Linked DNA regions of Mus musculus: regions 1, 2, 4, 5, 6 and 7 are each linked to region 3. Evidence: chromatin contacts called from public Hi-C, HiChIP or PLAC-seq and promoter capture Hi-C data. All regions are on one chromosome and are shown on one strand. The core of a region is the stretch at or near the end of the contact, and the rest is flanking DNA. Distances in the headings are between cores, read along the strand shown. Region 1 holds the start of Ctcf (CCCTC-binding factor). Region 2 holds the start of Atp6v0d1 (ATPase, H+ transporting, lysosomal V0 subunit D1). Region 3 holds the start of Pla2g15 (phospholipase A2, group XV). Region 4 holds the start of Tango6 (transport and golgi organization 6). Region 5 holds the start of Zdhhc1 (zinc finger, DHHC domain containing 1). Region 6 holds the start of Ripor1 (RHO family interacting cell polarization regulator 1). Region 7 holds the start of Sntb2 (syntrophin, basic 2).

The links. Promoter capture Hi-C pulls out the DNA fragments that hold promoters and counts their contacts. A called contact is a pair of places that touch in the nucleus more often than the background predicts. HiChIP or PLAC-seq counts read pairs in DNA pulled down with a chosen protein or histone mark. Capture Hi-C pulls out chosen DNA fragments and counts their contacts.
Region 1: a contact with region 3 is called in an H3K4me3 HiChIP or PLAC-seq map of bone marrow-derived macrophages, with 2.4 times the contacts expected there. The contact joins the promoter of Ctcf here to the promoter of Pla2g15 in region 3. A contact is called at or near these places in 5 of 39 promoter capture datasets (3T3-L1-derived adipocytes, fetal liver, hematopoietic stem and progenitor cells and 2 more), 2 of 484 Hi-C or Micro-C datasets (both in embryonic stem cells), 10 of 115 datasets of contacts at active chromatin or transcription factors (bone marrow-derived macrophages, effector CD8 T cells, embryonic stem cells and 7 more) and 1 of 9 other capture datasets (adipose tissue).
Region 2: a contact with region 3 is called in a promoter capture Hi-C map of pre-B cells, with 7 times the contacts expected there. The contact joins the promoter of Atp6v0d1 here to the promoter of Pla2g15 in region 3. A contact is called at or near these places in 9 of 39 promoter capture datasets (the C10 cell line, embryonic stem cells, fetal liver and 5 more), 2 of 484 Hi-C or Micro-C datasets (CD4 T cells and regulatory T cells), 6 of 115 datasets of contacts at active chromatin or transcription factors (bone marrow-derived macrophages, large pre-B cells, memory CD8 T cells and 3 more) and 1 of 9 other capture datasets (adipose tissue).
Region 4: a promoter capture Hi-C map of liver shows a contact between it and region 3, with 2.5 times the contacts expected there. The contact joins the promoter of Tango6 here to the promoter of Pla2g15 in region 3. A contact is called at or near these places in 3 of 39 promoter capture datasets (hippocampal neurons and liver) and 2 of 115 datasets of contacts at active chromatin or transcription factors (astrocytes and pancreatic cancer cells).
Region 5: a contact with region 3 is called in an H3K4me3 HiChIP or PLAC-seq map of bone marrow-derived macrophages, with 3 times the contacts expected there. The contact joins the promoter of Zdhhc1 here to the promoter of Pla2g15 in region 3. A contact is called at or near these places in 2 of 39 promoter capture datasets (neural stem cells and pre-B cells), 2 of 115 datasets of contacts at active chromatin or transcription factors (bone marrow-derived macrophages and large pre-B cells) and 1 of 9 other capture datasets (pancreatic islet).
Region 6: a contact with region 3 is called in a Hi-C map of CD8 T cells, with 2.4 times the contacts expected there. The contact joins the promoter of Ripor1 here to the promoter of Pla2g15 in region 3. A contact is called at or near these places in 4 of 39 promoter capture datasets (the C10 cell line, fetal liver, liver and 1 more), 3 of 484 Hi-C or Micro-C datasets (CD8 T cells, double positive thymocytes and embryonic stem cells), 8 of 115 datasets of contacts at active chromatin or transcription factors (T-cell acute lymphoblastic leukemia, astrocytes, bone marrow-derived macrophages and 5 more) and 1 of 9 other capture datasets (liver).
Region 7: a contact with region 3 is called in a promoter capture Hi-C map of pancreatic islet. The contact joins the promoter of Sntb2 here to the promoter of Pla2g15 in region 3. A contact is called at or near these places in 1 of 39 promoter capture datasets (cranial neural crest), 1 of 484 Hi-C or Micro-C datasets (embryonic stem cells), 3 of 115 datasets of contacts at active chromatin or transcription factors (bone marrow-derived macrophages, extraembryonic endoderm stem cells and pancreatic cancer cells) and 2 of 9 other capture datasets (liver and pancreatic islet).

The regions. Positions count from the first base shown.
Region 1 is chr8:105,635,207-105,638,245 of GRCm38.p6, reverse strand. It overlaps Ctcf (CCCTC-binding factor), which reads right to left and starts at 1,708. Exons shown (of 12, transcript NM_181322.3): 1 at 1,526-1,708. It overlaps Gm5914 (predicted gene 5914), which reads left to right and starts at 772. Exons shown (of 2, transcript NR_151742.1): 1 at 772-966.
Region 2 is chr8:105,564,654-105,567,559 of GRCm38.p6, reverse strand. It overlaps Atp6v0d1 (ATPase, H+ transporting, lysosomal V0 subunit D1), which reads left to right and starts at 1,496. Exons shown (of 8, transcript NM_013477.4): 1 at 1,496-1,777. The coding sequence starts at 1,648. Agrp (agouti related neuropeptide) reads left to right here. Exons shown (of 5, transcript NM_001271806.1): 3 at 68-200; 4 at 358-440; 5 at 622-865. The coding sequence starts at 71. The coding sequence ends at 804. It overlaps Gm38250 (predicted gene, 38250), which reads right to left and starts at 1,380. Exons shown (of 4, transcript NR_168532.1): 1 at 1,286-1,380; 2 at 1,090-1,191.
Region 3 is chr8:106,148,843-106,151,709 of GRCm38.p6, reverse strand. Pla2g15 (phospholipase A2, group XV) reads right to left here and starts at 1,356. Exons shown (of 6, transcript NM_133792.3): 1 at 1,097-1,356. The coding sequence starts at 1,223.
Region 4 is chr8:106,681,421-106,684,498 of GRCm38.p6, reverse strand. It overlaps Tango6 (transport and golgi organization 6), which reads right to left and starts at 1,431. Exons shown (of 18, transcript NM_173037.1): 1 at 1,244-1,431. The coding sequence starts at 1,346.
Region 5 is chr8:105,495,531-105,498,384 of GRCm38.p6, reverse strand. Zdhhc1 (zinc finger, DHHC domain containing 1) reads left to right here and starts at 1,323. Exons shown (of 14, transcript NM_175160.5): 1 at 1,323-1,575.
Region 6 is chr8:105,603,920-105,606,687 of GRCm38.p6, reverse strand. Ripor1 (RHO family interacting cell polarization regulator 1) reads right to left here and starts at 1,459. Exons shown (of 22, transcript NM_001081241.2): 1 at 1,338-1,459.
Region 7 is chr8:106,934,386-106,937,304 of GRCm38.p6, reverse strand. Sntb2 (syntrophin, basic 2) reads right to left here and starts at 1,565. Exons shown (of 7, transcript NM_009229.5): 1 at 984-1,565. The coding sequence starts at 1,503.

The DNA of each region.
Region 1 (3,039 bases), core at 459-2,958, 510 kb after region 3:
GTTTATCAAAGGAAGCTTTTAAATGCAAAAGACTTAATGCCAGGATAAATACCCTGTTTAATTTCTTTTCCTGCCTATGGATGCCTTGGAATTTTAGCTTTCTTAGTTGATCTAAACTCCAAAAAAGTATTAAGTCTCTTTGCTAATGTTTACTTAATGCTAAACTCAATACAGGAAGTCAGATACTAAAGAGTAGTTACATTAGGCACAGAAATTTATAAACCATCTGCTGCAAGTGACCCAGGATCCAATTACAACATCAACCCTCACATTTCATCCAACAGTCAAATTACCAGTCCAGTCATGAATAAGTTCATTCTACCCTATTGGCGCATTAGATCGGTTTGCACGATCTCTAGAGAGGGGCTGAACTGTCTTAGCCTAGCCCTAGAGCATCAGGTCCTAAGTGGAGTGCAAAGTTAGCGTCAGGACATTTTAAATAGGAGGCAAACTCCAGCGTCGCCTGTACCATCGCAACCAGCCCATGCTCCCGAATTTATGAGTTTATCACATCACTTGAGATGAGAGTGAAATTAAGTTTCAGTCCCTTTTGAGATTTCTGAGCGCACCAAGTCTGACTGCTATCGTTTCAAGGGGCTGAAAGAGTGCGAATACAGCTGGAGAAAAACTACTTTGGTGCAGGAATTCGTGTCTTTTTCCGCGCACCATTGGGGGCCGCACCGGTCGGGTCCCGCGCGATGCCCTGGCGTGAGTTTGGGGGCGCAGCGGGGCCCGGCGGGGGCGGCGAGCGCGCGTTCCCCCGCCCGCTCGGGCGGCGTCGAGGCGCGAGCAGCTCAGCCAGCCTTGCAGAGGGAGCTCTCGGCAGCTCAGGGGTCCCCTCTGCTCGCAGCCACAGCAGCGCCGCCTGCGACACTCGGCGGCGACGGAGACCGGCAGCGGGGACGATCGGACTACGAGAGACTAGAGAGCACCCCAGCTGCTGGAGAAGCAACGCAGGGAGATCGGGTAGGTTCCGGGACCGGCTGGACTTGAAGATGGGGAGTCTGAGGCGCGTCGGTCGGGACCCGACACCCACACGGTTCCGGGACCTGGCTAAGCGGCCGGCCGAGGGTTCAGAACCCCTAGGCGAAGCAAGCGGCGGCAACCGAGCCTCAGAGGGTCCAGACTCGGTAAGGGGTATCCGTCGCGGGAGGGGCAGAGGGCGGGCCGTGGCCCGAAGATCAGCCGGGCCAAAAGCCGGCCTCGAGGGTAGAGACAAAGGAAGGAAAATGGAGTCGCCGAGCGCGCAGGCCTCTGTCGCCACCGCCGCCAGAGGCCTACCATGTTGGGAGGAGGGAAGCTTAGCGGGCGGGCGGGCGGGCGTGGAGGGGGTTGGCCAGGCCCTGGCGGCGGCGCCGGGCAATGGCGGCGGCCGCGCCGCAGCAGGGACGGTAGAGGGAGACAAACACCCCCCGGCGGCGGCGCTGGCGCTGGCGCCGGGCTGCAGCCAGCGCCGACCGGAGCGGCCCCATCGTGACACCTAGAGGCGGCCCGCGAAACCTCCTCCACCCCGGGCCCCCTTTACCTTCGCGCCACACCCCCCGCGGCGCCCGCTCCGCCGCCGCTCCACCGCTCCGGCCACCTGGCGTCCCCGGCCGGCTCCGCGCGCCCGCACCGGCTGCTGCTGGTCGCCGCTGCCGCCAAAGAAGCAGCTCCGCGCACGGTTTAATCGCTCCACAGGCTCGGACACAAAATGGCGGCGGCGCGGTGCAGTGCGCCTGCGTCGGCGCTGCCGGGGCCGCGGGTGCTGATAAGGGAAGAGTCGGGTGGGGGGGGCCGGCCGGCGGCGACGAGGGCGGGGGAGGAAAGGTGAGGGGAGGGGTTGGCGCAGGGCAGCATGGGAGGCGGCCCCGGGCGCCAACTTTCAAAAGCCGGCGCGATGGCGTCACGGGGATGCGCCGCGAGGCGCGGCGTCACGCCGCACGCGCCCTCCCGCGCCCTCGCCGGGTCGCGCGTGGGCTCTGCCGGCGGCGCGGAGGCGGCCTGGTTCCCATTGGGGTGGGGCTTCCCTGGGCGGAGGCTGGCGGCTTCTGGGCGATCGGGTCTCCGCCTAGTTGCCCTGATTTCCTTAGCTCGCTCATTTTCCCTCCAAGCTGCGAAGGGCGGGAGGACGACGGGGAGCTGAAGTAAGCGCGCGGGGCTGGGGCCGTGGGGGTTGAGGAAGCGCCAGGGTTCTACCCTGCCCGGTCTCCTCCCACCCGGGGTTAGCTCTGCACCCTGTCCCGCCGCCGAGTCAAATGCAGTGAGTTCCCGCACTCTCTCACTTCTCCGACACTTGCCCAGTGCTCAAGATCGACTGCTAGGGGCTTCGCCCGGGGATCTTAGTAGTCTTCCTCCCAAGAAAAGGGCCTTAGAAAACCGAATGTGAAATTAAGAGAATCGGGACAGAGTCACCTCAGTCCGGAGATATAGCAGACCACACCACAGCAGTCGTGTTTAGCTGTATTTGGCACCGTGAACGTCTAAGTTTTTAAGACTGTTCTTTTTATTTCGGTTCCCAGTCGGTGGTACTTAATCCCTTCCCTTTCCCGGGAAGACCCTATTGGCAGGTGTTCTAATCATCTTCTCTCCCCGCCCCCCATAGCCTTGGAATGTGACTCGGGATTGTAGTCCCAGTTCTCTTGCTTTAGCTGTTTGGATAACAAATGCACCTGGCAGCAAGCTTCTGCCCTATTCATATACATCTGGGCTGTGTTGTGGGTATGCTGGTCCATTATCAATAGATATTGTTTATTCCCCCCAAAAGAATCGGAAAGTTAGAAGCATGTAAGATCCCACTGTTCAGATGTCAGTAACTAAGGCAAATGTGTTTAAACATCTTGAGTCCATTCACCCACTGTTGTGGAGCTTCCCTCCATGACTGGACTTAGAGGAAAGATAGAAGAGAAAGTCCAAGATTAGAAAGAGGATAATAGACAAGGAAGTAAACAGAAAGACAAGTCTAGACTGTTGGATTGTAGAATCCAAGACCAGAAGTAAGTTTGAGGCAGGAAGAGAGGTTTCTGGTTTTCAGATGCTGAGAGTTCCGGTACAGTTCAG
Region 2 (2,906 bases), core at 247-2,746, 580 kb after region 3:
CTCTCAGCGCTGGTAGGGTACCCTAAGGATGAGGAGAGACTAAATGGGGGTTTTCCTGCTGAGCCAGGCCATGCTGACTGCAATGTTGCTGAGTTGTGTTCTGCTGTTGGCACTGCCTCCCACACTGGGGGTCCAGATGGGCGTGGCTCCACTGAAGGGCATCAGAAGGCCTGACCAGGCTCTGTTCCCAGAGTTCCCAGGTGAGTATGGTCAGGTTGGGGATATGTGGGGCAACGACCATTGCTGGCCACAGACCTGCCCGCCCAGGCTTAGACCTCCTTCCCCAATCCCAATCCCAACCTAGGGAGGTGGGTACTTGGTGCATGGTGGGTGTGGCCCTCACATCTTCTGCCCCAGGTCTAAGTCTGAATGGCCTCAAGAAGACAACTGCAGACCGAGCAGAAGAAGTTCTGCTGCAGAAGGCAGAAGCTTTGGCGGAGGTAACTCATTAGGGAAAGGGATAAAGTAGAAGGTAGGGCGCATCAGATACCATCATCTCTCCCCACTTCCGGATTACCCAACCTGGGCAGAACTGCAGCCCCTCCCTGACCTCAGTCCACTGCCACCCTACTGGGGTCGGGGTTTGAGAGTTTCCTGAACCTTATTCCCCTACGAATGCAGGTGCTAGATCCACAGAACCGCGAGTCTCGTTCTCCGCGTCGCTGTGTAAGGCTGCACGAGTCCTGCTTGGGACAGCAGGTACCTTGCTGCGACCCGTGCGCTACGTGCTACTGCCGCTTCTTCAATGCCTTTTGCTACTGCCGCAAGCTGGGTACGGCCACGAACCTCTGTAGTCGCACCTAGCCAATGGATGTTGTTTGGGCAAAGGCAGGGGATGAGAATAAAGGATGGGACGGTTTAACCTTAAAGCTGTGGTTATTTCAAACGTGGCTGTCGAAGGGTTGTCGGGGCGTCGTCATGCTGGAACCACACACACCATAACCTCGGGGTCTAAGCTACACCATCATCTGAACCACATATATGGGCGAGTTTAAGGCACCAGGCCCCTTGGGGAAATCAGAAGGCCACACCCCGGTCCTAGAGAACTAGTGCAACAAACGCCGGGAAAGCGGGCGCAGTGCGGCTTACCGGGTGTAAAGTCTAGTTGGAGGATAACCATTTGGCTCCGAAACTCTCCCCTCCTCTTCCTTGGACCTCGGTTTCTGTCTGGTAGGAGACAGCCTCGACAGCCTAAGGAATAGCACACCCGCTCAGCTTTACCCGGCTGGCCCTAATGAAGCCAGACAGAAGCGCCAAACCCAGGAAAACTCAACTTAGGGCCCACCTCGCATCCTGAGGGTATTAGCACCACCACGCGGTCGATTTCCATCATCGACCTTTCTTTGCTCTCCGCTAGGCGCTCCAGGGCCGCCTTTCCTTAGTGCGCAGGCGCCGGGAGGGCAGTTATAGCCGGTCGGGCACTCCAGAGTAACGCATGCGTGCCAGGGTGCCCGGAAACTGGAGCCATTTAAGAGCCAGGCCCTACTGCGGTCACGTGAGACGCGGTGCGTCACCTGACGCACTTGACAGCCCGCTGCGGCCGCCGCGTCAGCTGATCCGGGGAGTCTAGTTGCGTGCGGGCAGATCGGGGCTCTCTGGTCCCGCCGCCCCCCGCCTCCCCTGCCGCCTCCCACCCCCGCCGCAGCCATGTCGTTCTTCCCGGAGCTCTATTTCAACGTGGACAATGGCTACTTGGAGGGATTAGTGCGCGGCCTGAAGGCCGGGGTGCTCAGCCAGGCGGACTACCTCAACCTGGTGCAGTGCGAGACGCTCGAGGGTGAGCCGCGGGTCCGGGCTGTCTGAGGGGGGCCTCCCTGAGCCGGGAAGGGCACGCGAGGCCTCTGGGAACCCGCGAGCTGATTGATGGTGGGCATGTCAGGAAGGAGTCTGCCTCTAGCTGCGGCTCTGCGCGGGGGCCCAGACGTAAACAAGCCTTCAAGAACCGCAGTGGTTTACCTGGGCTCGGGTTGCCTCTAACCTCGTCGAGCTAGTCCTATAATTTAGAAGGACGGGTCCCCGAGGATTGGTTAGCCGGCGCGACGAGTGCGCCTCCAAGCTTCTTCCCCCTGGCCCAACCCTAGGCCTGTTGGGTGGCAGTGCCTAGGGAAGTTAGATGGAAAAGGCTTCTCTCCTCCCCCAAGGGCTTTAGAATCGTTGTGTCTTGGTGGTGTTGGTCTGAGGGTTGGGTCGTCCTGGGGAATTGCTAAGCCAGTTTAGCGAGAGGTTCCTCCCAGCTCTGAACCGCTGGCTGTGTAGAGTCTTCAAGACTGTTTGGAAAAGCAAGAGGTGGCTCTGTAAATCAGAAATTCACGTACAAGTATTTGGCCCCAACCTGCATTCACACCCCACCCCAGCACTGTTGGGGCACCAGTTTGTTTGTTTGTTTCTTTCTTTCTTTCTTGGTTTTTCGAGACAGGGTTTCTCTGTGTAGCCCTGGCTGTCTTGGAACTCACTCTGTAGACCAAGCTGGCCTCAAACTCAGAAATTCACCTGCCAAGTGCTGGGATTAAAGGCGCACACCACCACGCCCGGCAGGGCACCAGTTTCTTACACAAGAGTGACAGAAAGCTAAGTTCCTCTTTCTTTCTTTTCCTTTTTTTTTTTTTTAAGATTTATTTATTGTTATATGTAAGTACACTGTACCTGTCTTCAGATACACCAGAAGAGGGCATCAGATCTCTTTACGGATGGTTGTGAGCCACCATGTAGTTGCTGGGATTTGAACTCAGGACCTTCAGAAGAGCAATCGGTTCTCTTAACCGTTGAGCCATCTCGCCAGCCCCCAAGTTCCTCTTTCTTAACACATAAATCTAAAGCAACAGTTTCCAACTTGTGGGTCACCATCCCTTTGACGGTCATAAGGGTCACCTAAGACCATTGAAAACCACAAATATTTATGGTTAACA
Region 3 (2,867 bases), core at 107-2,606:
GCTTTTCAAGAGAGGGTTTCTCAGCTAGGCATGGTGGCATACACCCTTGATCTTAGTACTTGGGAGGGAGAGGCAGGTGGGTATCTGAGTTCAAGGCCAGCCTGGTCTACAGAGTGCGTTCCAGGACAGCCAGGGTTACACAGAAAAACCCTGTCTAAGACAAGACAAAAAGAAAAAAGGGAAGAAAGAGCACAGGAATTTATGCTCCAGCAGAAAGAAAATATATATATATATACACACACACACACATATACATACATAAACATATATATAGCGTACGTTTCAGCATGTCTCTGTTCTCAGGAGTCCTGGCCAGCGAAACACCAGTTCAAAACGACTTCCATTGGCTGAATGGGGCATCTAAGACTCCTAGAGATTTTAGCCTGGCCTATTACCACATAGAAACATTGTTATTTCTGTTCCGCTGCCAAGTCTAAGACAGAAGAGCAAGTGGGCAGGGAATGTCACCTGGCCTCAGTACAGCCTAGAGTAATTAGGTCTGGAAGCGGAGAGTGGAGGCATGCTCTCAGACTCCCGGACTCCCTCAACGCCAGTTCAAGACTGTTGTCCCAACCCCATTCCTCTCTCCTCCCTTCCCTTAGCCACCCTGTTTCCCTTAGGCCATCTCCTCGAAAGTCAATACCATCCATTCCATAAGCTGAGAGCAGAGAAATGCTTTTGGGGGCCAGCGTGGATAGAACTTGCTACCACTCATTCCCTGTGAAATAGAGAGGGTAGGAGGTAATGACCGATTCTGAGACTGCCTAGGAACCCGCTGAAGTAGGGTTGAATTGCCTCAGTCTTTCCAGCTAAGAAATGGGGGCATGGCGAGGCAAGGTTTGGAGCTGTTGCAGTTAGGTGGAGTGGAAAGCCAGACATTATCTATTCCCTTTACTCTCACGTTTCAGAGGGCTCCAGACCACACCCATGCCCGGTATGGCGGGAGGTGGGCTAACCGAACTGACCCAGGTTAGAAACCAAATGCTCTGGGTTTCGTGCTTAAAGCAGATGCACAACAGAGCAGTTGGCCCACCAGACCCTGGCTGCACTGGATCCTGCAGGATCCACCCACCACCACCCTGAACACGAGTCTCACCCAGCACCACCGGGGGGTGACGTTGGGCCGGGAGCGTCAGGTCTGCCAGCATCATTAGTAGAAACAGAGGTAACAGGAGGCCACTCCGGAGCTGGGTCTCGCGACAGGTGCAGAGATGGCGATCCATGGCGTGAGACTGTGGTCGCAGGTCCAAGGGGCTGCTTTAGAGATTAGGGATCGTGCCTAGGCCCGGGCCGCAGCTCAGCTAGTTAACCCCACCGCTCGCAGATACCAGTCAATTAAGACCCGCCTCTTGCTAAGGCTCTACCAATTGCAACTCTCCGCCACGAGCGTCCCTCCCACCGGAGCTCACCACCCGCCCATGCCCACCTCCGGGACTTTGCTGCGCGCCGAACGCATCGATCGACCAACCGATGGGAGCCGCTTATCATCCCAGCTGTCGCCCTGCTCCTACACAGCCCCATCTCACCTCACCGTGAACCCAACACAGAACAATTCTCAAAGTCCACTCAAGTAGTTCTCATTCCTAATTCCTAGCCTTCCCACAGCACAAGGACCAAAAACATGCCCTTCATTTGCTATGGGTGAATGGTCTCTAAACAAAAAAAGAGGAAGTTAGTGTTTTGGAACTCGGGTGACCAGCAGCTGTCCAGGACCTTTATACGGCCTTTACACTGGCATCCCCAGGGGCATCTAGGTTTGGCCGCCCACGTCCAGAAAACTTTTACTGTCTGCCTTGCCGGTAGAAATGCATGTTAGAACCCAAGAAGCAGGTCTGGGAGAAGAAGCTAAAACAGCCTTTCTTTCTTTTCTTTTTTCTTTCTTTTTCTCTCTTTCTTTCTTTCTTTCTTTCTTTCTTTCTTTCTTTCTTTCTTTCTTTCTTTCTTTCTTTCTTTCTTTCTTTCTTTCTTTCTTTCTTCCTTCCTTCCTTCCTTCCTTCCTTCCTTCCTTTCTTTCTTTCTTTCTTTCTTTCTTTCTTTCTTTCTTTCTTTCTGTTTTGTTTTTCGAGACAGGGTTTCTCTGTGCAGTCCTGGCTGTCCTGGAACTCACTTTGTAGACCAGGCTGGCCTTGAACTCAGAAATCCGCCTGCCTCTGCCTCCCAAGTGCTGGGATTAAAGGCTTGCGGCACTACGGCCCAGAGATCAGCCTGTTTCAAACGGTCTGTCACTCTGTAAGTGCAGCACACGAATAGAGTTGGGAGTGGTTTGGATCTGAAAGTCTGAACCATTTCTCTGTAGGATTCCCCTGCAAAGAACAGGGCTCGAGAGCTCATGTTGGCACTTTAGCCCCTGTCCGCGCAAGCCTGAGGACTCAGGAAGGGCATAAGACTGACTGGAGCGAGGAGCTGGGGCCCAGACGGTAGTAGGCAAAAGGCTCAACACCCAGTAATATGCCAACACTCTGGGGGTGAACTGACCAGTGCTTCTGAGAAATAACCCTCTACATACTTCCTTCTGAAGGCCAACTGTGCTTCTGGGACACTGCTTGGTCCCAAGACTTCTGCTCCACCCCCCACCTCTTCCTTCCCTCTTCTTGGTAAACAGCTGACCCCACGTTAATGCCAACAATTCTAGTTTTTATAGCAAAATAGGAAGTTATTTATTTATTAAATTGTATTTTGGTTTTTTGAGACAGGAGGATTTCTCTCGGCCGTTCTGGGTATCCTGGTACTCACCAAGCTGGGCCCCAACCTTACAGAGATCCCCCTGCCTCTGCCTCCCTAGAGCTGGCATTAAAGGTGTGTGCCATCACCTCACAGCTTAGAAAGTTTTGTTTTGTTTTGTTTTTAAACGATCTATTTGTTTTATT
Region 4 (3,078 bases), core at 182-2,681, 530 kb before region 3:
AATAAAATACGTATCCTGCCGTTGACTCTTAATTGGGGCAAGAGAGTATATTTTGCAAGCTTTTAGTGAAGGAACTGAGGTTTGTCACGAACTTGATTTACTTTGGGCAATTTCCAATGTACATGTATGTTCCTCTGCAAAAATTAATGCCTATTAATACTTAGGAGACTGCTGTGAGGACTAAATGATCTACAAGTAAATGGACTATAGGGACTGGCGCTTAGTAGGCAATCATCTACTACTAATTGCTTTTCACGTCCCACTAAGTACTCTGTAATGTTTGCAGCTGTAGTTTGGGGGTCGACATTTAAGACCGAGAGTGTTCACCTTGTAATCACACACGTTGCCTTTACCTTGATAATTCTACACGCACCCAGACATGCTGTGCTTATAATTAGGATCCTATTTTCTTACACCCTTCTACGTTTCCAGATGCCATCAGAAGTTCTATTCTGAATAATCTGCCTTAGTCTGACAAGGAGATCAGGCAGAACTGAGTTCTAGGTCCATGGACATCCCTCTAATATAACCACCTGATTTGAGGTGTGAGTTCCAGGACAAACCTTAACTATACAGTGATACCCTGTCTAAAGAAAGAAAGGGGCAGGAGGTGTGAATGGTCATGCTTGCCTTTAATCCCAGCACTGGGGAGGCAGAGGCAGTTCAAACCACCACAAATTGGGACTCAACAGTGAGAATGCAAGGTCTCACTATTCCCAAGGTCTCTTCAAATACTAAACTGGGAAGTTAACTCAACAAGTGATTAAAGGTGACTGTGCACCTCTGATACCAAAACAGAAACCCTTAAAAATCTTCCTCAAATTCAGCCAAAAAACGTCCCTGCTGGGCATCTCTGGTCACTTGGCATTTTGTACAAATCTCAAGCGTGCACACCAGGCTCGGAGCCCTCAAGCGGTTGGGACATCACATTACACCTGTGTGAAGGCGTCTCCAGTCCCTGTGTCAGGGCTGTGCTGGAGCAAACAGTGGACCGAAGCCGCTGCTCAGCGAGGCGCCCAACGGACCTCGGCCGGCATCAGCGGTCAGCGGACTGCAGGCCCTTTCCTGGAGCTTCAGTTTAAGTTTTAAGTGAGACTGCACAGAGCCCAAGCGCTCCCGGGAGTGGGGATGGAGATGCCGGGAGGGCCTGCGGGAAACATGCGGTAGCAGCCAGGGCGAGCCTGGGTGACCCGCGACCCCGCGAGCCTCAGGTCCAGCCCCGCGCCGAGACTCGTCCTCTCACCTCCCGGGCTCAGCAGCAACTTCAGCGCTTCCAGAACCTGCTCCAGACCACATGTCACCAGAACGCCACTCGGCGCAGCCGCCGCCGGTCCGGAGGCCGCCATGATTGGAGTGGAGCGACCTGCGACGTGCTCAAACACCCAAGTGGGCCAGCGCGGCCGCCATTTTGAATGTGGCGGAGGCGTGTCCTCTGCTGGAGGGCGGGGCCCAAGACCTGGGGCGGGGCCTACTCTGTCTGGAACGCCCCTTCTCCGGGAAAAAAAAAAAAAACAAGATACAGTTTCTTGTGTTCTCCCAGAGCGCCCCAGTTCAATTCCCAGCATCCCTATCAGACACCAGCCTGCAAACTCAGGTCCAGCAACTCATGCGCATACACACGCATGCACAAGCATAACTTACAAAATATTTTTTAAAAGAAAATATAGGGGGCTGGTGAGATGGCTCAGTGGGTAAGAGCACCCGACTACTCTTCAAAAGGTCCAGAGTTCAAATCCCAGCAACCACATGGTGGCTCACAACCATCCGTAACGAGATCTGACGCCCTCTTCTGGTGTGTCTGAAAACAGCTACAGTGTACTTACATATAATAAATAAATAAAATCTTTAAAAAAAAAAAAAAAAGAAAGAAAATATAATTGAAAAGGTAAAATAAAAGACCAATGTGGTGACATGTATCTTTAAGTCTAGTACTTAGAACCAAAGGTCAGCCTGGTCTACATACATAGTAAGCTCAAGGCCAACCAGGAACTCTGAGAGACCCTGACTCAAAAACAAAAAGAAAAAAAACACAAGTAGTCTTGCATGGTGGCCCATGCTTCTAAATCTCAGCTATAGAGAATCACGTGTTCAAAACCAGTGAAGGCAGCTTAGTGAGACCGTCTAAAAGCTATGAAGGATTGGAAATGTTATCCAGTAATAACACTCTAGCACACAACCATGAGTTTGGTCCTCAGTACTTCAACCCAGGGGGTGGGGGAGGGAACAGAAATAGTTTCTCGTAAAAATAATACACATTTTAGTATGTAAATTTTCAAGTACTGAAAGAAACACAATAAATAAAGTTCACAGATGTACATAGACCCTGAAAGAGAAGCTCACACCAATGACACCAGCGTTCAGGGAAGCTGACGTGGCAAGACAAGTTCATAACTTTCTCCCCAAAAGTAACAGTAACAAAAAATATTCAACTTTGTATTACTGATTCCTTTTTCTGACATTTAAAAGTAAATACACACTGGGATAGAGAGATGGATCCGTGGTGTTGTTCTTGTAGAGGACCCAGGTTTAATTCCCATCGCCTACAAGGTGGCTCACAGCCATGTATAACTCCAATTCTAGGGGATCCAATGCCCTCTTCTGGCTTCCAAGATGACCAGCCACTCATGTGGGGCACAGACACACGTACAGGCAAAATACTCATAACTGTAAAATAAATAATTCTTTAATCTAAAGATAAATACGCACACACACATATCCTGTATCTGTGAATGTGTTAGCTACAGACAGCCCCATTGGAATATCTTGGTTTTGTTGGGTGATGGTGAAAGACCCTCGAGGGGAGACCCTCACTCAGACCACTCAAGTCCCGGGACAGCCGCGTACCCAAGAAGACACTGAGACCATACATAAAATGTAGAAGGCAAGATTTAATAAAGCAGCGACATGAAAGCACACAGACCAGAGCTCTGGGGTCGAAATAAAGCAGCAACATGAAAGCACAGAGCTCTGGGGTCGAAACTCATACACCTAGTGGCACCTAGTGGTGTAGAGGAGAATCGACGGTCAGCCAAAATTTTTCACAGGCTTATATAGTAAAACTCAAAGGGGGAGAACTGG
Region 5 (2,854 bases), core at 74-2,573, 650 kb after region 3:
ACTCCCTCTTCTGGAGTGTCTGAAGACAGCTACAGTGTACTTACATATAATAAATAAATAAATCTTTAAAAAAAAAATGTGCATTGGTGTTTTGCCTGCATGTGTGTCTGTGTGAGAGTGTCAGATCTTGGAGTTACAGACAGTTGTGAGCTGTCATACATGTGCTAGGGTTTGAACCTGGGTCCTTTGGAAGAGTGCTTAGTGCTCTTAACTGCTGAGCCATCTCTCTGACTCCCCCTGACCCACAAATAAATCTTTTTCTAAAGGTTTGTTTATTTATTTTATATATATGAGTGATATATATATATCACTAGGAGAGGGAATCACATCCCATTATAAATGGTTATGAACACCCCACCCCACCCCCTATGCAGTTGCTGGGAATTGAACTCAGGACCTCTGGAGGAACAGCCATTACTCTTAACCTATGATCCATCTCTTCAGCTCCCCTCAAATAAATCTTTTCTTAAAAAAAGCATGTGGTGGCACATGCTTCAATTCTAACACTCTGGAGCCTGAGGCAGGCAGATCTGTGAGTTTGAGGCCAGCCTGGTTTACATAGTGAGTTTCAGGTCAGCCAGGGCTACTACTCTGTCTCAATCCCCATCACACCCCTAAACAAAAACAATAAAACCCCCCAAAACAAAAAACAAAACATTTGAAGAAAAAAATTAGACATTTTGTGTTATCAATACTAAATTCTTATACTTCACACCTTACATTGTAGTTGCTCACATTTTCAGTTGGGTAAGGCATTTGTTTAGGTCTGTCTCCTTCAACCTGTTATTTCCTTCAAGGGCAGGAATCCCTGAGTGCTCCTCATGATGTGCCTGGCACTTAACACATACTTTGAGAGTGCAGCAGCCATATCTTTACTAGAATTCCAGCAAATTTGGGAGGCAAAGGTGGGAGAATCGCAAATTTGAGGCCAGCATGTGACCCTGTTTCTAATACACACATGCACACGTGCGCGCACATGTACACACACTCACACACAATTTAAAATAAAAGAAAATGAGCAAAAACCCTAGATTAGTTGGGGTCTTCCCAAGAGTGATTTAGAGGAGAAACTAGATACATGACACGTTTTGAGGAGAGTAGGATTCTTGGAAGACAAATTGTAGATGGGAGGTGGAAGAGAGTGTATTTTCCCTGTGAAAGGTTATGGGGGAAAATGAGAGTGGGCATGCTTTAGAGTCAGGGGGCACTTGGCAAACTCCGCCCAGAGCCACGATGCTCCTGCGAAGTGACGCAGCGCGGTTTGGCCGCTGTGGGGCGCCGTAGTTCGCGCTGTTGCCAGGGGAACGGGCCCCGCGCCGGGCAAGGCCCAGCCTGCCTTGGCCTGGCACGGCTGCACTGCCAGCGGGTCCTTGCTAAGGCGGAAGGACTCTGAGGCCCAACCTCCGTCCGGGATGGAGCCGCGCTCCGGGACGCGTCTCCTCCGTGTCCGGGGGACCGACTTTGCCCGGACGGTCTGAAGTGCGGCCGCCCTGGGGAGGGTGGACGGGCAGGGCGGGGCCGAGCCGCTGGCTGACCTTGGCAGGCCGCATCTGGCGCGGCTGCCACCACGCGCAGGTGAGGAGCGGCTGCAGCGTTTCTCACCTCCGAGCTTGGCCTGAGCCACCGGCCCGCGCTGCGCCGGTGCCTGGCGGGACTCTGGGCCTGTCTCGGCCTGCTGCTGGGTTTCGCCGACCCAGTGGAGCGCGGGACTTCCTTTTATCATTAATCAGGGCCATAGATCCGCACTGAGCGCCCACCGATCGCCAGGCAATGTGCCATGCGTCGGGCCTCCGAGCCTTCAGCCTTCGCAACCCACAGAGAATTAAGTGATGGGTTGGGGAAACAGGCGCCAGACACGTGACTAGAGTAATTTCAGGTCTCATTAAGGGTTCGGGTGGGCCCTAAAGGTGATGCTTAAACACGGAGGCTGGGAAGGAGCCGGAATTGCGACTAGGGGAAGGGTGTTTCTGAAAGAGGGAAAAGCGAACAAAAAAGTCCAGGTAGCAGAGCATTAGTATAGTATGGGACGGAAATGCTAGGGTAGTTCCTAAAGTGAGGGTTTTCAACTTTTATCCCAGAACGTGAAGGGAGTCCCTGAAGCGTTTAATGAGTTTCAAATTTTCAAAAGGGCTTTATCCTCTCTGTCTGCTGAGCAGAAATCATTTGAAGATTACCATAGTGCAGCGAGTGTAGCCGAGCCTCCTGGAACCCACAAATCTCTCCCGGTCCTCATCTGTGCATACGGAGTGTTGTTGTCATGTTCTCGTGTCACGTGTCATGAGACAAAGTAACAGGGGATCGTGGAGGTGGGGTGGATGGGGGAGGCCACATATGAGACCAAGGACTAGAGATCTGTGGGAACAGTTTGAAATCATAGGGCTACCTCAGAGTATTGAATTAAGTGAATTTCTGTGTAAGCGCTTCAAGCAGCGCCTGGCGTAGAATAAGTGCCTTCTAAGTGGCAGCAACGGCTGTTATTATGGAAACAGCATAAGGGCTCAGTGATCTTAGGGTAGCAGAGCTGGTAAGAAGTGGGTGGCTTCACTTCCTTTACCAAGGGCGAGCTAGGTTAGATGAGGGTGGTCACTCCTTTTGTGGAGCTGATGTTTTGGTTGTGGGAGACCAGCTGTATACAGATAATCACCAGGAGATGTAATAAAAGCAGCTGTGGTGTTTAATTAGCCTAGATTTTTCTCCCCCTATTGTTTTTCTTACTTTGTTCTGTCACCCTTTGTTCTTAATGACTTTTCTTGGTGGGTGTTCCCCGAGGCTGGCTCCTACAATCACCAGTTGATTTCCTGGTTAGAAGTCAGCAACCCTTGCCTCCTTCCCTTGATTTGGTTTCTGGTCCCTG
Region 6 (2,768 bases), core at 210-2,709, 550 kb after region 3:
TCCCTGGTCAGCTGGTCACATTCCCTGTCCCGCCGCGTTCTGGGAGCTGGACAGCCTCCCCCGGCTAGGTCTGGCTAGGTCGCGAGTCCCAGCGGTGGCGGATTGGGAACGCTCTGACTCACTCTCGCCCTCCTCGCCTGGTTTTCCACCTAGGCAGATCCTAGTCCAAACGCCTTGTGCGCTCCCCTCCCTCCCACCCAAACCCAGGCCCAGGGACTGCTCATCTCGCTCTGCTGCCCACAGGGCCCAGGACTGTGTGGGAGGTAGACGAGGGAGCCTTGGCAGTCCTTGTCCGGCTGTAGTGCTCCCAACCCCCACTGTCAATACTAGAGAGGTGGATAGTGAATTCTTGCTTCTTCCCAACCCAGCTGTGTGACCTTGAAAATGCTGCTAACCTCTCTGGCCCAGTATTTACATCTGCCAGATGGTCATACACCTTCTCAGAAGGCTGCATGTCAGTCGAATGTGCAGGTCCAAGACGCACGCAGCCACATAGACGGTGGCCAGGACACCGTTATTATTGTATTAGATTTTACACACGAGACCAGCCTGCACGCACATCAGAAATGATTTGGAAGGGCCGGTAAGAGAGGTCACACTCAGACTTAACTTAAGATAGGAGGACAGAGGGTCCTAAAAGCTGACATAGCCGGGGCTCTAGCCCTGGTTGAACAACCCCTTCCCCAAACCAGTTCTACAGGATGCTTAGTTCTGACTGTTTGCTGAGTCCCCATAGCAGCTTCCATTTCCAGGGACAGGGTCTGTCGACCGCCGCCAAAACGACCTTCTCCAGCTTCAGCTTCGGTTTGGGTGGAGAGTGTGGCCTCGGGCAAATTCAGTCTTCAGTCACCTCGGGCCTGGCCCCAAAGCAGCTTAGGTCGACCAGGGCCAGGAACACTAGCTAGCTCATCTAGGGGGTCTCCTGCACCCTGTCGCCCCGTTCCCATTCCCAGATCAGCCTCTGCCGCACCGCAGGCTCCAGGATAAAGCCAATCCCAGGCCCAGAAAGGCGTCTCAGGCTCGCCCTCGGGCCTGCCCACAGTGGAGCCCCGGGGCACTGCCGTGGCGGCCTGGGCGCGGAAGGGAAGGGAGGAGGCGGCGGGCGCGGCAGAGCCGGAGGCGGCGGCTTTTGTGGGGCGAAGCTGCGTTCTCCGTGCCCGGGGTGGGGGTGGGGGTGGGGAGAAAAGACACGGCGCGATCCGGGTCGCGAGAACGGGGTGAGGCGGGACCCGGTCGCAAGTCCGGGAGCCGATGGGCGGCGCGGGTGCAGGACGCACGGGATCCACAGCTCGCCCCTTCTCCCCGCCACGGCCTTAGGAAACGGCGCGGACACTCACATGGCTGCGCTGGGCTGCAAGGACCTCGCGCTGTCGGTACTCTCGGCGTTGCCCGGCCTGCTCGCGCTGCAGCTGCCGCTGTCGCCGCGGCCGGCGCCTGCCCCTCCCTCCTCTCCGCCGCCCCGCCCCGCCCCTCTGGGCCCCACCTCCTGCGCTCCCCTCCGGCTCCCGCACCCCGAAGGGGCGCCCACAGCTCGCTCCGCCTTCGCGAGTTACCCGGCAGAGTGGTCTGCCTACCGTGTCAACCAGCTTGTGGAAAGGGAGAGCGAAGGGAGAGCGAAGGTGTCTGCGGGAACCGGACAGCTTCCTGGGAACTGCATGCAGACCTTAAATCTGGGGTAGGGGGCGCTAGGGAACCCCTCCTACTTGCCTCTTACCCAGATCTCTGCAGCTCTAAAGACCTCAGGCTCCCTTCCTGTCACCATAAACAGGTTCTTGGAGCTGACACGGAAAGTTGGGGTGGTTGGAGGAAGTGCTTAGGGTCTGGAGAGGCTTAGATAAGGGAACCAGAATCTGGCCTAACCGTCGCACACCTTCTGGGTTGAAGTTCTGCCCCTCATCCCTTCCCACTTTTTCAGCCAGCCTCAGTTTCCCGCTGTAGGATCAGAGAGCCTTTTCGACAACGTCTTCCTTATAAATAGGGCTCATAGCTAGGCCAGGCAAGCGTGTAACCACTCAGCGGGTACTGCTTTCTGGGGAGTTACAGATTTTGTTTCTGGGATATAAGTGACTAACCTGGTAAGGTCTGGGTATGCGTACTGGGAACATACATTGGCCATGGGGGTCAAAGGCAAAAATGAGTTATGGTGTAACAGAGAGCTGGCCTGACCAACAAGCTGACTCCAATCCCCTACCCCTCCCATTATTAACCAGATGCTATTAGCTCTCTCCAACCCCCTGTCCCTATCCTCCACCTCTTGGCGTTCCTGTTTCCTGCAACATCTCATCTTTTGAGGTAGGTCAGGCATACTCAGGGGTGGTCTGATGGATTTTAAGAGGTGCCTGAATTTCTGAGCCTGACACTGATCCTGAGCGTAGGTCTCAACAACCCGATATGGTAGGATTCTGGAATACCAACATCTTCATCCCCCTAGGCTCTTTCCAGAGACACCCTCAGCCTCTTTCTCAACCCTCCAGGCTTTTCCCCCAGAACACTTGCTTGTTCCAGAGCCCTGGATGCCCTTGTGAATGCCCCCATCCCTTTCCCAGGATTTTTTTTTCTTTTAAACACAGGGTCTAACACTATGTAGCCCTGGCTGTTCTGGAACTCTCTCTGTAGAGCAGGCTGGCCTCAAACACCCAGAGATCACCCAGAGATCTACCTGCCTCTGCCTCCCAAGTGCTGGGATTAAAGGCATGCGCCACCACTGCCGGGCTCTTTTTTTTTATTTTTTATTTAATTTATTTAGTTTTATTTTATGTGCATTGGTG
Region 7 (2,919 bases), core at 316-2,815, 790 kb before region 3:
GCTAGCAGCAATAAATGCTCCTGGAATGACTTGACTCAACAGCGAAAAACGGAGCTGGTCTTGCAATTATTTCTAAAGCAAGCAACTGGCTTCTCACTTACAATATTCCATCACCTTCAACATGTATGAGTCTTTGGAGATGAGATTTAATTCTGCCTCAGTTACATCGATACGCGTGAAACGCTGCACACAAGATCGCATCTACACTTAAGGTAAAGGCTATTCACACATATGTGATGGTACCCGTTTCAGGATTCTTATAAAATGTCTACTGGTCTTGCGGCAGCACGCCTGCCAGCGATAGGAAGCTGGCACCGGGCTCTTGCAAAAGGGGCGAAACTCTAGTTGGCAGTAAAATGCTCAAACACGTGAGCCTCCACTGTTAAACAAGGCTCATTAACCTCACAAACTTGCTGTATCAGCTCTCTGCCTTCCACAAAGTGCTGTGATCTTCTCTGGTTATTGTTGAGAGCCAATGATGGGTTAAATTCCCATAAATTAACCAGTGCTTTGGTGGTTTGCCCAAGCAAACTGCTGGCATCGGTGTGGATGGATTTAATAGACCGGCCCGCCCGGGGAGCCCGAGGTGACTAAAGAAAGCGTCCAACCAACGCTTCCCAACAGGGAAAAAAAGGAGACTAAAGAACTCGAGCCGATCGCTCTCCCGGTAGTTAGTGCTTAGTGTCAGCTTATCGTGCAAGACTTAGGGGTGAGCTTCGCACGCGGCTGCTGCTCCCCCCACCCCCTAAATCTCAGCTGAGTCTCGCTAAGGGGCGGTAAAGTAACACTTCGGTGGCTGCCCAACTTTCTTCTCGCTGGACGCCTCAGTTTTTCCACACTCTGGAGCCCCACAAGAGGAGGTCTGGTGGCCGGGGCGGAGGGAACCGGCGAGCCCCGCACAGGCGTCAGGGTGGGCAGAAACAAAGTGCGCGCAGGCGAGCCCAGGCCGCCACCCCGCCGCCTCCCGCTCGGCCCCCGCTCACCCTCCAGCAGCACCTCCTTGCCCGCGCGCTTCAGCGCCTGCACGGCCTGGTCGTGGGTGGCCTGGCGCAGGTCGGTGCCGTTCACCGACAGGATGGCGTCGCCCAGCCGCAGCGCCCGGCTCTGGTCGGCCGCCAGCCCCGGGAAGATCTTGGAGATGAGGATCGGCATCCGGTTCTCGCGGCCGCCCTTGATGCTGATGCCCAGGCCGCCCGCCTCTTGCTTCACCACTCGCACTCGGCGCACGGGCGGCGAGGCGCTCGCTTCCCCCGCGGGACCGCGGGGCGGCGCGGGAGGGCTGGGCGGCCCCAGGCCACGGTTCGGGCTCCCGGGCAGAGACTCGCCGCCGCCGCCGTTCGGAAGACCGTTGAAGGCGGCCGCCGGCGGCTCAGGCTCGACTGCGGCGGCGTCGCCCGTCAGGCTCAGGCTCTCGCCACTGAGCTCGGCCACCACCCGCACCCAGCGCTCCCTTAGAAGCAGCTCCACCAGCCCCGCTTTGGTGGCCCGCGTCCACACCGCCATGGCCGGCCCTGCTCCCGCAGCCGCCGTTGCTGCAGCTCCCCCGATTCCAGTCAGGCAGCCTCGGCGCTTCCCCCTTCCCGCCCGAGGGGGGCGGACCCCTCCCCTCCCCCCGGCGATTCATTATTCATGAGGGCCACGCCCACTTTCCGGAGGGGCGGGGGGAAGGCCGGCGAGGCCGCTTCCGGGAGGCGAGGTTGTCCTGGTTCACTGAAAGCTCTTCGGAGGTGGGCAGCGCCTCGTGCAGCGAGGCACCCCGCCGTCCTTTGCTTTGGTTCTCCGTGACCTCCTCGAACTCCTCACCTCTTCTACGAGAGCTGCCCGGGCAGGGAGAGCAAAGTCAGCTTGTAGAGAGGCTCTTTGCGATCCTGCAGGGCCGGGTTGGCGCGTTCATTCTTGCATTGATTGGTTCATTGCAAAAAAAAAAAAAAAAAAAAAAAAAAGCAGCCCTGAGCGCTCAGAGGTGTGCTGGGCTCCTTTTAAGGCCCTAGAGACACACTGAATAAAATGCACCTCAGCCGAGAGAGCTTGTGGTCTAATGGGAAAGAAAAACAGAGGCAACCAGCTAGGTGTGATTCTCTGTGGTTAAAAAGACTGCAGACCTCCCTAAGAACAGGATAAAACAACATTTGGTTAGTCTTGGTGTGAGCACAAGCAGGGGACACAGCATAAGTGACATGGGATCAAAGGTGTGGATCCAAGACTTTGTCACTGCTTTTAAAAATCACCTGTCTGCTGGCCTGTAATTAGAGGGGACCTGTCTTCTTCTTTTTTTTTTTTTTTTTTTAAAGATTTATTTATTATATGTAAGTACACTGTAGCTGTCTTCAGACACACCAGAAGAAGGAGTCAGTTCTTGTTACGGATGGTTGTAAGCCACCATGTGGTTGCTGGGATTTGAACTCTGGACCTTTGGAAGAGCAGTCGGGTGCTCTTACCCACTGAGCCACCTCGCCAGCCCGGGACCTGTCTTCTTAAGCACTGGGAACCCACAGTGCGCAAGGTCAAAGACATTTGCAGCATGCTGATGTTTTAGAGTTCCCCACAGACCAACGGGTATATATAGTTAACAAAGATTGTGCGAGATTAGCCACAAGATTATGAGGCTAAACTCCACAATCTGCCATCTGCAGAAAAAGGCTCTGAATCCAAATCCAAAGACCTGAGGACTAGGTAGAAATCTGAAGCTATCAGAAGACCAGAGAGGCCTGAGGGGGCAGAAGCGGGGGAGCAGGGTCGGAGTGGAAAGCTACTATGTAAAAGCTGGCCCAGTCCATGAAAAACCAGGAGCCCTGAAGTGTGGCAGGAGAGCGATGTCCCAGTTTTCATAGAGTGAGTATACCGCGTCTTACTGTTCCCTGGCAGCCCTCACCTGATTGGATGGTGCCGGTTCCCACTGTTGAGGACAATCTTCTCTAC